Regions from separate parts of the Mus musculus genome. Here region 1 is linked to region 2. Evidence: chromatin contacts called from public Hi-C data. All regions are on one chromosome and are shown on one strand. Each heading gives the region's core, a stretch centred on a gene start, on an enhancer-like site or on the middle of the called end of the contact. The rest is flanking DNA. Distances are from core to core; before and after follow the strand shown. Region 1 has its middle 45 kb from the start of Gm46154. Region 2 holds the start of C1ql2 (complement component 1, q subcomponent-like 2).

The links. A called contact is a pair of places that touch in the nucleus more often than the background predicts.
Region 1: a contact with region 2 is called in a Hi-C map of Sertoli cells, with 2.8 times the contacts expected there. The contact joins the enhancer-like site here to the promoter of C1ql2 in region 2. A contact is called at or near these places in 2 of 39 promoter capture datasets (liver and trophoblast stem cells), 8 of 484 Hi-C or Micro-C datasets (the AML12 cell line, the C2C12 cell line, Sertoli cells and 4 more) and 1 of 9 other capture datasets (adipose tissue).

Annotation. Positions count from the first base shown.
Region 1 is chr1:120,387,522-120,393,843 of GRCm38.p6, reverse strand. No RefSeq gene overlaps it. Among named protein-coding and RNA genes, the nearest start is that of Gm46154, 45 kb to the left of the region's middle. Within about 2 kb of position 3,588, at least 8 of the 459 cell types and tissues checked have an H3K27ac peak or open chromatin away from gene starts, as enhancers often do. A contact at or near this core is called in Sertoli cells, where this site is marked.
Region 2 is chr1:120,335,835-120,342,491 of GRCm38.p6, reverse strand. C1ql2 (complement component 1, q subcomponent-like 2) reads right to left here and starts at 1,910. Exons shown (of 2, transcript NM_207233.1): 1 at 691-1,910; 2 at 1-97. The coding sequence starts at 1,374.

The DNA of each region.
Region 1 (6,322 bases), core at 2,339-4,838, 50 kb before region 2:
AGGCAATTGTGAGCCACCTTCTATGCATGCTAGGAATGGTAGATACTCTTACACTCTGGAAGAGCAGCAAGCACTCTAAACCGACGAGCCATCTCTCTGGCTCCCTTTATTTTAATATAGCTTCATACAACCTTTATTTTCCCACCATATTCTGGTATTTTATTCTTCTAAATGTATCTAAGTTTTTTTTACCAAGAAACATTCATATCAGTGAGAGAAATGAGAGGGAGTGACCTATAGTTATTTCTGCCTTCTCTGACCATCTGTCTTCTGGCCACTTGGGCTCATCCATCTGACTTGTCCTCCTCTCTCATCTAATCCCAAGTGGCTTTTAAGGCCTACAGGAGACCTCCTGGGTTCAAAGTCATCGCTGTCGTTCCCTCCCTGGTGGCTAATGGTTCTCATCAGCTTTAGAGAGCTCAGCCTGTCTGCCCCTGCCTGCTTCTGCCTGCTCCCTTCTCTATGCTCTACTCCTGAGCTCAGAGACTACACTTCCTTCCCTTCACCTCTACTAAAACAGCCACAGTTTTCACAGAGTTCACCCCCAAGGGTCTCTGCTAAGTTGAGAATAGGAGCTACTCTCCTATTAGGGGGAGACTCTCAGGCTCCGGCTGTGAATGCTGCTCCTTTCACAACACAAGCTAGACTCCATGCATAGTCATCAGGAACAAGGGAGGGAGATGATTCTACCACTCCAGAGTGATGTGACCCTGGGGGAGTTAGTTACACTCCCAGGGCCTCCAATCCCACAAATTCAAATGACAGTACTGGAACTCTTCTTAAGAGACAGCAGGTAGAACTCAGGAGCCTGGTGTAGAAGTCAGGAATTTCCCTGTTCCTGTTTGTAACCATTCTGGCAGGGGCAGAAATAAGCCAGAGATAAACACCTGCGCAGTTTCTTCTGCTCTCAGACTATCAAGACAACTGACTTCAAGGAATTGAAATTTCCCCAGGAGTCTTATGCCAGGAGAAGGGAGCAGCTGATTCCTGGTACTAGCCAGAGCTTGTCTCCCGAGAAGACTTCACACAGTTCTGACAACTTGTCAGAACACCTTGCAGGAGAGCCCAGAGCCCAGACAGTGAGACACACAGGACAGTTTAGCTATGCACACCTCTTGCCCTTTGTTTAAGGCTGGACCTCACTCAGGACCCTGACCTTGGAGTGAAGAGTCACTGAGCCCTCTTGCTCCTCTTCCCCAATGTGGCCACACTGAATTCCTGTAACTTTAATTCTTTTAAGTCCTATTTTTAATGATGGTTCTTAAATGCTTTACCCTTCCTTATAACCCAACATCCACTAGAGGTGAGAGAGAAAGGATACAGAGGAAATGGACCTGTTTAGAAAGGTTCTTTGGAGCAACTCCCATCTGGAAATCAACAGTTCAGTTCACAGGTTAGCAGGCAGCGGCAACTCGATCCATTCACAAACACCTGGTAGATACACCAGCAGTCCAGTTCGGTAGAGTCGGGCTAGCAACAGTGGTGACATGACTTAGCAGAGACACTCAGGCCTCAGCCTCTGCTCGAGTCAGCAGGAGAGACCAGGAGGAACCCCAGAAGTTCTTGGCTGTGCCTCTCTCAGGGAAGCAAAGATCAGCAAAGACTCAAGACCCACAAGCGTTGCACAGCTAGCTGTACCAGCCAGTCAAGCTCTGTCTCTGTCACCCTGTGGAGTCCTATTTATTCCCTCCAAACATCACGTGTCCTCTATGTGCCTTGCCTCAGCAAGGGTCTTGCCTCAGCATGTGCATCCATTCAGCCTGAGTCCTTGCTAGCAGCAACCAACTGCAGCACACCACCATAACTTTTTTGGTGCATTTCTCTCTATGGAGTCCAGACAAATGCAGATCAACTACTCAGTATAAGGCGGACTAATACATGTGTGTCATTAGCAAAGAATCTTTGATCACATGTCCTTTCACGTGTTTGCTTTAGCAGAACATTCTCTCTCCTGTATCTGCTTCGGCAAAATGTTCCTTCACGCGTCGGCCTTAGCCTTTCACACCTGTGTCCACTTTAACGAAACGTTCCTTCACGTGTTTGTCCCAGCAAAACACCATTCAACTGACATTCCAAAGAACCCTTAAGTTTCCACTTCAAATTGCTCTCCTTCTTCTGCTTTTCACTTTCACTGGCATCTTTAACTGACCTTTTGAGGACAGTGGCCCAGCCTGGCTTGTTATGGCTACGGGGCACTGGCTCTCACCTGGGCAGCTCCAGTATCATATGTAAGGTCAACTTACAGTACAGTACAAAGTGACCTACTCTGTGTGTCTATTCCTGGTGTACTCTCACCCATTATATCGACTTGAATGCATTTGACAAAAGAATGAAGGTGACCTGAGTTGTATCAGTCTCATGTTTGGGGGAAAAGATGGTCCTGTTGCCTCGCTGGAAGAGCCTGCAGGCTTGACAATAGAGCTAGGAGGTGTGGGGAGGGGAGCCTTCCAGAAGGAAGCACTGTGTGCACAAAGCAATTAATGCCATAGGATAGAAGGTTTAGAATTGGTGATGCTCTCTAGAGGAGCCGGAGCTCCTTCAGGATAATTTCAGAAACGTATTCTTTATGTGGAGGAAGGTGTATACGTGTGTGCCTGTGGGTGCAAGTGCACATGGAGGACCATCTCAGCTGCAGGCTCTCAAACCCTGCCCATTTTGCTTTGAGACAATGTATCTCACTTGTCTAGAACTCACCAAGTATGCTAGACTGACTGACCAATGAGCCTCGGGGAATCTGCCTGCATCCTTCTCCCCAGCATGAAGATTGCATGCACAAGCCGCTACACCCAGCTTATCTTACACGGTTTGGGGGATAGAACACAGGTCCACTAAGCATGGTACAGACTGAACCATCACTTCAGTCCCCAGAACAGATCTATCTCCATCACATAAGGAGCCTACTGGCTCAGGTGCCTGGGAAGGTTGGTGGTGCACCTGGCACAGAAAGCAACAGCATCTGGATCCCTGTGGTGCCATCTGTATTGGTCAAGGTTCTAAGCTGCAGACAGTAGAATCCCTTTTATCCCGTCTGAATGTTACAGAGTTTTCTGAATGCATCGGGTAGCCCACAACTCCTCAAAGGGGTCCCAGAGTGGAATTTGGATGCTGCTAAGCAACACCCCTGCTGTATCCCAGATTGTCCCAGGGGACATGGTTGTGCAGCTATTGTCCCTCAGCCCCTGCAGCACCGAGACAGGGGACCAGAACACTGCAATCACTGCCCTAGAAGAAGAGTAGGTGCCTGTGGCACCGGGTTCCCTCTCCTCCTGCTACAATTCCCAGGGGAAGCTCTAGCTAGCCGTTGCTTCAGCACCACGGTCAGCGCCACGGAGTGGCACTGCTTGCTTAAAACCTGGTGCCTGACCCCCGAAATCAGTGATAAAAGGCTGCTATGCAGGTTTCTTCTGTGCAGCGGGGGAAGGGGGGGTGGGAGGCAGGAAGGGCGGGGAGGGGGCGTAAGGAGGGGGCAACATTCCTCAGGGGGTATTGGTGATATGGATACCGAAGAAGATGGTCTTCAGGTGGCTTTGAAGAGGCAAACTGAGCTGAGGGAAGGTCATGCTGGGAAGCTTGGGGACAGTACAGACAGCCACTTCAGAAGCAAGGTCATAGCCCTGGAGTACATCCCACAGTACACCCAAGGTCATAGCCCTGGAGTGATTAGCAGTGGGGGTTCACAGCAGACACACTGTACAGAAGAACAAACATGCCCCAGCTCCCAGGACCCTGATGTCTCACAGTTACCTAAAGAGGCCCCCTCTGGCAGAAGGAGATTGACTAAGAAAGGGTTAATTGTCCCTGCTTGGTCTGACAGGCAGAAACAGGCATTTTCTCAATGTTACTCATCTCTGCGTGTGCCCTTGCTGTGATGGAGAAGAGGAAAACAGTTGTGGGTTTGAGCTTCTGAAAGCATTGTTATGATTTGAAACCTTTTTAAAGTTCTTTCCCCGGGGGGCCCCAGCTGAACTAGAAAGCAGGTGGCCCTCCCAGCAGTCTGACTAAAATGTAGGGGCGGGCGGGCGGGCGGCAAGTTCCTGTGACAGAGCAGAGCAGGGGCCTCCCTTGGGCACCTGCAGCTTCCTCTTTCATGTACATAGATGAGGAGGGGGGTCACCTCCTGGGACCCCCTCAAGAAAAACTCTCCCTTTACTCAGACTCCTCCAAGGAGCATTCAGTGCAGCCTCAGTTTCCATTCTGTGTGGCCAGGTCCAAGACTGGTACCTGCCCTTGAGTTTTTCCATACCCGACTGGAGCACACAACCTTCCTATTATGAAGACACCAGGAGTCAAAAGAAGACAGGAGGCAAAAGGCACCCCGCAGAAGAGAGGAATCACGGGCTCAGTCCCTCAGCAGCAGCAGGGCCACTGTCACCATGTCCAGCACCCTCGGCCTGAACCACTGTTTCATGGTCTTGTCACCACCATGGGGTTCTACCTCAGTTACTCCTTATCCTGTAGCACAGAGAAACTATGAAGACTGGGGTGAGGTTCAAAAGACAGGACTTGTGAACGCCCAAGCTGTGGTGGCTGTGTTCTGGCTGTTCCTTTTCAAGGCATGCAATCTTAGACAGTTGCAATCTTCCCCTTCAAGAGGCACGGGCCCGCACCTGTGAGAATCAGCACCTACCTCCAAAGGAGGTAGAGTCATGAGAAAGTCAGAGTGTGGAAACCCTGGAACCAGGACCCAATGAACTGAAGGAGTTCCGTGGAGAAGAAGGTTTCCATGAGGGACCTGCAAACTCTCCAGCCCCACCCTCCTGTTAAGCACCCCCATCACTGACAGTCTTCCTGCCTGTACCCCATCACTTGTCATTCTGAACTCAGGTGAGACCCTTACACAGAGAGGTCAACATCCAAAATGAAGAGGCCAGTCCACATTCTGCCCCAGAGGCATAGATGTCTGTCTGCTGGGTGAGACCACTTCCCCTTTATAGGCCATCACACAGCCAATTTCTGAGTCCCGCCTTCTCACCAGCTTAACCCTGTATAGTGGTTTAAGTATGCCCCGCCCAGGGAGTGGCACTATTTGGAGGTGTGACCTTGTTGAAATAGGTGTGTCACTGTGGGTGTGGGCTTTACCCTAGTTCTAGCTGTCTGGAAGTGAATCTTTCACTAGCAGCCTTCAGATGAAGATGTAGAACTCTCAGCTCTGCCTGCACCGTGCCTGCCTGGATGCTGCCATGCTCCCACCTTGGTGATAATGGACTTAACCTCTGAACCATAAGCCAGTCCCAATTAAATGTTGTCCTTTATAAGACTTGACTTGGTCTTGGTGTCTGTTCACAACAGTAAAACCCTAACTAAGAAACCCTGGGTTCTTGGCATGTATCTGGGCTGAATAGATGAACCCACAGCAACAGGACAGGAAACCAGTACTCTACCATTGCTGCCCAGAAGAGGGTACACCTGTTGTGCCAGCTTCTCCACCTCCTGTCTCAAATCTCAAGACAGGCTCTGACTCACCCGACTCTTGGTTCTGTACCATGGTGTCTACTGTGATGATAGGGTCTTGGTACCCACCCCAAAGGAGGCCCAGCAATGAACAGTTCTGCAGGTTTCCCCTGCAAGGGGAAAGGAGAGTGATATCCTGACAGCAAGGGAGTGATACTGACTTCTGAAGAATTGGGGAAGCCAAGACAATGTCACCCTGAAAGAAATAAGGAAGGCAGAGCCTTTGCCTCTGCTCCTACAGCTTCTAACTTGACGAGGACATCAGAGTGGGCCCCATCTAAGCATGGGCAAGGGCTCTGTGGAGATAGCTCAGCAGTAAAGAGCACAGGCTGCTCTTGCAGAGGGCCCAAATTCAGCTCACCAACACTCACAGATGGATCACAACCGTCCATAACCCCAGTACCAGGGGAACTGATGCCCTACTTGGACACCAGCCACTAATGTGGTTCACATTCAAGAACATTCATAAACGTAAAGTAAAAATAAAAAATAAATCATATATATCTATATACACATATATAAATATATAAAGTATATATACATATTAACATACATATATGAGCTGGAGAAATGGTGCCATGGTTAAGAGCACTTACTGTTCTTACAGAAGACCTGAGTTCGGATCCCAGTATCTATGTTGGACGGCTCACAACTCCAGCTAGTATTGCCAGCTGCCAGCACAAGGGACCTAACATCATCTTCTGGTCTCCATGGGTATCTGTGTGCACACATGAACACACAACACTTTTTTTTTTAGAGATTAAAATAGATAGGTTTTTCAGGAGAACAAAGCAGAGCTGAGCCTCTCAGTCAGATGTAGAAACAGGTTAAACCTCTGGAGGGACACATTGCCTGAAGCCAAGAGAGTCTC
Region 2 (6,657 bases), core at 661-3,160:
CGTAGACTTCATCGCCTGAATCCAGGTGCAGTACCACGCTGTTGCTGGCGTAGTCGTAATTCTGGTCCGCGTCCTGGGCTATGGCGCTGGCTCGCACCTGCGGGGCGAACCAGAAGAGCGAGCGGGTGGGACCCTGCACCTCTTCCTGAGTCCAAGCCTGGCCTCCCTCGCCCATCCCTTTGCAGGCTCCCTGCCTGCTACTTCAGTGTAAACACTCCCTCCTCGGCTCCAAGTTCTCTTGGTAGCAGAGTCAAGGAAAGGGGGTTTACTTGCCCAGTATGTAAAGGTCCTAGGGGGTCAAGGCCAAGATGAATAAACTGGAGGGAAAGGGATGGCCCACGTGCAATCACAGTGATAAAGACAACTGGGTTTTTCTAGGAGCCCAGCCACTTCAGGCCATGACTCAATCGATTGGGGACTGGAGACCTATTTAGGTGCCAGGGTCACTGTGCACCCGGGGTCCAGTCTCAAACGCCCAGTACATTTATGCAAAGGACAGCATAGTACGCAGGGAAGCTGGGCGATGCATGTGGTCCAGCGCCCACCCGACCCCAGAGTTTGCTGGGGCGCTGGAGAGTGGCAGGAAACAGTATATAGTTCCCTGGGGTTCCGGGCGCCTGTAATGAACGGTCTGCGGACTCTGTTGGGCCGGGAAAGGTAGGGAGGGGTGTGTGGGAGAAAGTCACTGACCTGCCCGTTCTTGCAGAGATCCGCCCACATGCTGGTTCCGTCGCCGCCACGCATGAGAATGTGGTACGTGAAGAAGTAGATGCCCCGCACCTGGCAGCTGAACTTGCCTGTAGTGGGGTCGTAGTGATTGCCAAGATTGGTGACCACGTCGTCGAACTTGAGCACCTCGTAGCCTTCGTGGGGGCTCTTGAGTCCCACGTAGAAGGCGATCTTGGGACCGCTGAAGGCGGCGCTCAGCGCACTGGTCACTTCTCCCTCCGTGTCGCCACCGCCCCCGGTTCCGCCACTCACCACTCCAACGCCACCGGCCGCGCTGGTTGTCAACTGCAGTCCGGGTAGCCCTGGCCTCCCCGAGTCTCCTTTCTCTCCCGGGGGACCCCTGGGCCCAGGAGGCCCTGGCTCTCCAGGAGGACCCCGAGGCCCTGGCTTGCCTGGTCGCCCCGGATCACCCTTTGGTCCCTGGATAAACGGAGGCGGGGGGTTGGCGCTGAGGTCCTGCATAACTTCCAGGGCAGCGGTACTGGGTCCCGGCGGTGGAGCCTTGGCGCCCGCGGGTCCCCCTGCGGGAGCGACGCTGTATGGGTCACAGATCATGCGGCAGGTGCCCAGCATCTCGTAGTGAGCCGCTCCGGGGGGCGCCGCCTGCAGCAGCAGAGGCACCGCGATCAGCAGCCCCAGTGCCATGGCCAAGAGCACGCCGACGGCCGCCAAGCAGGCGCGCCGCCGCCGCTGCCACAGCCGGGAGGCGACCGCCACCAGCTCCTCCTTGCCGCCTGGGGAGGTAATGGTGGAGCGGCGCCGGGTGGCCCCGCTCTATGCGTTCGGACGCCAACTCCGCAGGTCCCCTCCGCGTCCCCGACGTGGAGACCCCTCTCTTAGCCACCCAACTATTTCAACGAGAGGTATCCGGACCTGGGCTCCTGAGGCCACCGCTCTGGAACTGATCTGGAGAGTCGAAGAGCCCGACACGCATGACGAGGGGCTCACAGGACGAGCCCGGCACCCCGGCGGGGACCGGGTAGTGGCGGCTGGGGAATGCTGGGTCTCAGTGCGGCGTCCGGTGTTGGCTCAGCTGCGCTGGTTCCTGCTCTGCTGGGATTGGCGGGGCTTGGCAGGGTTCGGCGGGACGCGGGATCGGCTCTGCCGCACGCTCTGCTCTGTTCTCCCTCTACTAGCTGGTTCCCGGGCGGAGGGGGTACCCAGCTACCCTAACGTAAGATCAGGACTGAGCGGCGGAGGCGGCGAGGCAGCAGCGTGCGCTGCCATCACTCGGGAGACGGCGCTCTCCTGTCATCAGCTCCCATCCCGCGGCGTCCTCCGGAGATGTGCCTGCTGGCGGCGCCCAGGAGCCACAAGTGGGAGCAGCGGGCAGCAGCCCCTAGCTGGGGCTCCACAGACACACCCACTCTTGCCCACTCTCCTCTCGCAGACCACCAAGCTCTGGAACCCACGCGCGCAATCAGTGGGTGCATACAGCACCCACACACGACCACGATGTGGTGCCTGCGAAGTCCTGGCGGGGTCACCAAATCCATTTCCTATCTGGATGAGCCCAGGTCTCAACCCAAGTCCAGGACAGCCTAAGCTTCCAGTTCAAGAACAGAAGCACACACTGTATGTTGCAGCCTTTTCTGTTTTAAAACAGAAAGCGGGGTGGCAGAGGGGGATTCGCATACTACATACAGAAAGTAACCAACTTCCAAATAGAGGAGTAAGAGGAGGGGCACACCTACATCTTATTCAGAAGGCTGAATGGTCTTATATGTCTAGTCAGCTCTTGGAATTCGAACACGTTTAGTAACTGTTGATGAACAATTTTCAAAATAAAAAGAGGAAAGCAGGGCAGTGATGGTGCATGTCTTTAATCCCAGCACTGGGGAGGCAGAGGCAGGCAGATCTTTGAGTACAAGGCCAGCCTGGTCTACAGAGTGAGTTCCAGGATAGCCTGAGCTACACAGAGAAACCCTGTCTTAAGAAGAAAAAAAAGAGAGAAAGAAAAAAGAAAAAGAAAGGAAGAAAAAAACCTCTAAATTAATTAATTGAGCAACTAAGTGGAAACAATAAATAATTAAAGTAAGGCCTCTGGGGAAACAAGATGTCAGTAGTGGTACTGAACCCTTGTTTCTTTTAAAGGTTGTTTTTTTTTTTTTTAATTCATGTACATTGGTATTTTGCCTGCATGTGTGATCGTGTCAGATTCCCAAGAATTGGAGTTTCAGACATTTGTGAGCTGCTATGTGGGTGCTGAGAATTGCATCTAGGTCCTCTAGGAAGAGCAGCCAGTACTCTTAACTCAAGCCCTCTCTCCCCTGCCTCAACTCTAATTTCTTAAAGGCAGATTCCTTCTCCTCCTCCTCCTCCTCCTCAGGGTCTCAATCTCTTCCCCCTTCCTGTTGTTACTTATTTTCTTCTTTAAATTTAGTTTCTTTCGTAAACATCATACAAAATATTAGATGTCATTATAGCATTTTAAAACAACGTGTTTTAGTAAATTCTCCTCCCTTACCTTCACCATTCACACTGAAGGCACAGGGAGCCCTGCTCCAGGCTGGTGAGTGAGTTCCTCTCCAGGAACACCCCAGCTCCCTCTCCCTGCATCCAAATGCATTTGCACCCCTCCTCCAGCTGGGGCACAATTAAAGGAGAATCATCTATGTCCTTCTACTGCTACTAAAGAGGAAACAGAGCCACACACACTGGGCCCCTGCTCCCCCGGGGAGCTGGGAAGGCACCTACCTCAGAGGGGAAGAGCCCCTGGTCTGGGTAGGCTGGATGTCCTGGTGCTGTCTATCACCTACACAAGTGAGTGACCCCACACCTCTGGTTTCTGGGCCACCTTCCGGGGCGGGGCTTGTGCTCTAAAGAGAGTGGTTGTTTATCAGATGCCATGCTCAGTGGAGTCTCACTTTTCACTGTGGTTGCTTCTGCTCCCACCGCTGGCCACTTGCTGGTCCCACCACAGCACAGGTCTCCACAATATTCCTGCTAAGAACGGCTGTGTGGTTGCTTTGTGAGTTCTCTTCCCTTCCTTTGCAGATACAGTCCTGTGCATTCATGCCTTTTCTCCTCTAATATAGATGGGAAAACACAGGCTTTGATGGTACGAGGAGCTTGTCCAGGGTCTACCCTGGCTTTCTGAGTTTTCAGATCTCCCCAGTCTGCCCAGAGCAACCCTAGAATGTGTAATTGTAGGAGGCCCAGTGTTGGGTTCCAGTACTACAACCCATGTGACCTTGAGCAGAGTGTTGCGCACCTCGGACAAGAACCTGTCTCAGCGCTCCTGGGAGAATAAATGAGTGCATTCACTGAAAGGCTAGTGGAAGCTCAGCTAATATCACCACCTACAGACACATGCTCTCTGCTCTGCTGTTGTGGGTGTGGCAACTGGGGTGATATTTGTGGGTAACAAGCAGGGTGGTGTAGATGGGTTTATGGTTAATGAAGAAGATTCAAACATCATAATCACACTGTTACCTCTTCCAAAGCAGAGAATGTAGGCTCTGCTGCCCTGCCACCCCACCCCACCCCCCACCGCCATAGAACACACACAAAGTAGCCTTTCCAAGGTTCGGCTCTGCTAGGGAACCCCTTTGATTTGGAGGGGGTGCGGGCTTCCTTAAGCCAAGAGTCCACTAGGTGGCGAGAAGAGCAGCAGCAAAGCTAGCGGGCAATGAAGGGGACCTGGATCCTCCACCTTCCCTCTCATTGCAGGGCCGGGCAGTGTGGCACAGTAGTTAGTGTCTGGCCAGCTCCTCCTTACCAGTGACTCTGCGTCCTCTAAGGGGTCTGGGTCATGCTCAGCAACTGTCTTCTCATGAATATTAATTATAAGCTTCATTAAAGTATTTAGCCACAATTTTAAATTGCAAGGCCTAGTTTGGACTCAGCTATAGAGTCTGGGATTGTAACTGAGTTAATGGGGTCAAGGAGGAAAAGAAAGCCCTGAGTCTCACCCTCAGAATCACACCAACCCAGTATGTAATTCCAGAAGTCAAATTGGAGGCAGAGGATGAGGCAGATTAAAGGAGAATTGTCTCTTTCCCTATCTACTGCAGCAAGATGGATAAAAGAAAAAGGGAGCCCCCCCCCCCCGTGTGCTGGAAATTCCTCTGCATGGGAGGGGAAGAGTCCCTGGTCCAGGAGTGCTGGAAGCAGCCAGCCATTCCCAGCACAGGTGAATGAGCCCATACCTCTGAGATACTCATAGAAGTGTCTCAGGGATATAGATTCAGATGGTGTTGTAGGGAAGGAAGGAAGGAAGGAAGAAAGGAAGGAAGGAAGGAAGGAAGGAAGGAAGGAAGGAAGGAATTGAGGGAAGGAGAGAGGCAAGGGAAGGAAGGAAGGAGGGAAGGAAGGAAGGAAGGAAGGAAGGAAGGAAGGAAGAGAAGGAGAAGAAGGAAAGAAGAAAAGAAGGAGGGAGAGAAGAAAGAAAAGGGGGCTGGAAAAAGCTGAGAAAGAGGGAGAACCCATAAGAAGACCAGCAGTCTCAACTAGCCTGGACCCCTGAGATCTCTCGGACACTGAGCCACCAACCAGGCAGCATGCACCAGCTGGCAGGAGGCCCAAGAGAGCAGAGGAGTGCCAGGTCTGGATTCATTCAGAGAAGATGCACCTAACCCTCAAGAGACTTGAGGCTCCAGGGAGTGGGGAGGTCTGGTGGGGTAGGGTTGAGGAGGGTAGGGACATCCTCTTAGAGAGGAGGAGGAGGAGGTATGGGATGGGGAGCAGTAGGGAGGTGGACTGGGAGGGGGATAGCAGCTGGACTGTAAAGGGAGATTAAATAATAATTAGTAATAATAATTAACAGGAAAAAAAGAAAGAAAAAAGGAAGGAGACTGTGGTGGGGGTGGAGGGAGGGGAGAAGGAGGGAGAGATGGAAAAACAGTGCCAGCATTTGGGACTATTGAGGGAAGTGGAAAGTTTGGAAGTTGGTGGAAGTGAATTTAGGTCACTAGGAATGTGCCCTTGAAGGGAACTGGGAAGCCTGAGGCCATCTCTCGCGCCTTTGAACTCAGCTGTGAGTGAGGGGATTGCTATTACTCCAGCCATTGAGAGAGTCTGTCCCATAAAACAAGGTCATAGGTTCCTGAGGAATGTTACCCAAGGATGATAGCTCTTGGTCTACACACACACACACACACACACACACACACACACACACACTCACTCACAACACGGGTTGGAAAGCACTAGTTTTATACTGAGTGTAGCAAGGGGCAACCTGCATTCCTGGAGCCACCTCAAGGAGTGATGCATGGATAGTGGAGAGAATAAAAAGCAAAGAGACTATCTGATAACCTGGTAAGAGGCACTGGGGCGGGCTCAGTGTGCAACTGCAGAGGAGAGGTAGATATTCAGGTGTATCTGAACACAGAGGGCTGGGCCTCGATGACAGAATCTAAACTGAAGTCAAAGAAGGTGGAAGAGCTGAGTCCAGGTTGACTCCGACCTTGTCACATGAGTAACTGGCTAAACAAACACAAGAAAGGACTCATCTAGAGAAGAATCGGCTTCAAGAGCCACAGCACGGCCCAGGTTAACCGTGGGATTTCGAACCTCTGGAGCGAGACCTCACACCAGCAGTGGACAGAAATCGGGGTTCAGAAGTGATATGGAAATGCAGATAGACAGCAGTGTCTTCAGGATGCAGGGGATTTTTAGCCTTGGGAGTGGAGAGTGGAGGGAGAGGAACAGGAAAGAAGAAAGGAAGAAAGGAAGACAAGAGGAAGCTTTGGTTTGAGATGAACAGCTGGTTACCCCCAGCCAACCAGAAGACAGGCAGGGGAGGTGAGAGAACTTCTGCAATGGAACCTAAAGTGCAGCTGGGGAGGAGCAACAAAGGGGAGGGGAGGAACAGGGAGAATTGCTGGGAGAGAGAAAGAAGAGAGAGGAAAGGGGAGGGAGGGAATGACGGAGAGAGGGCAGAAGGAAGGAAAGGAGTTAAGAAGGAGGGAAGGAGAAAGGGAG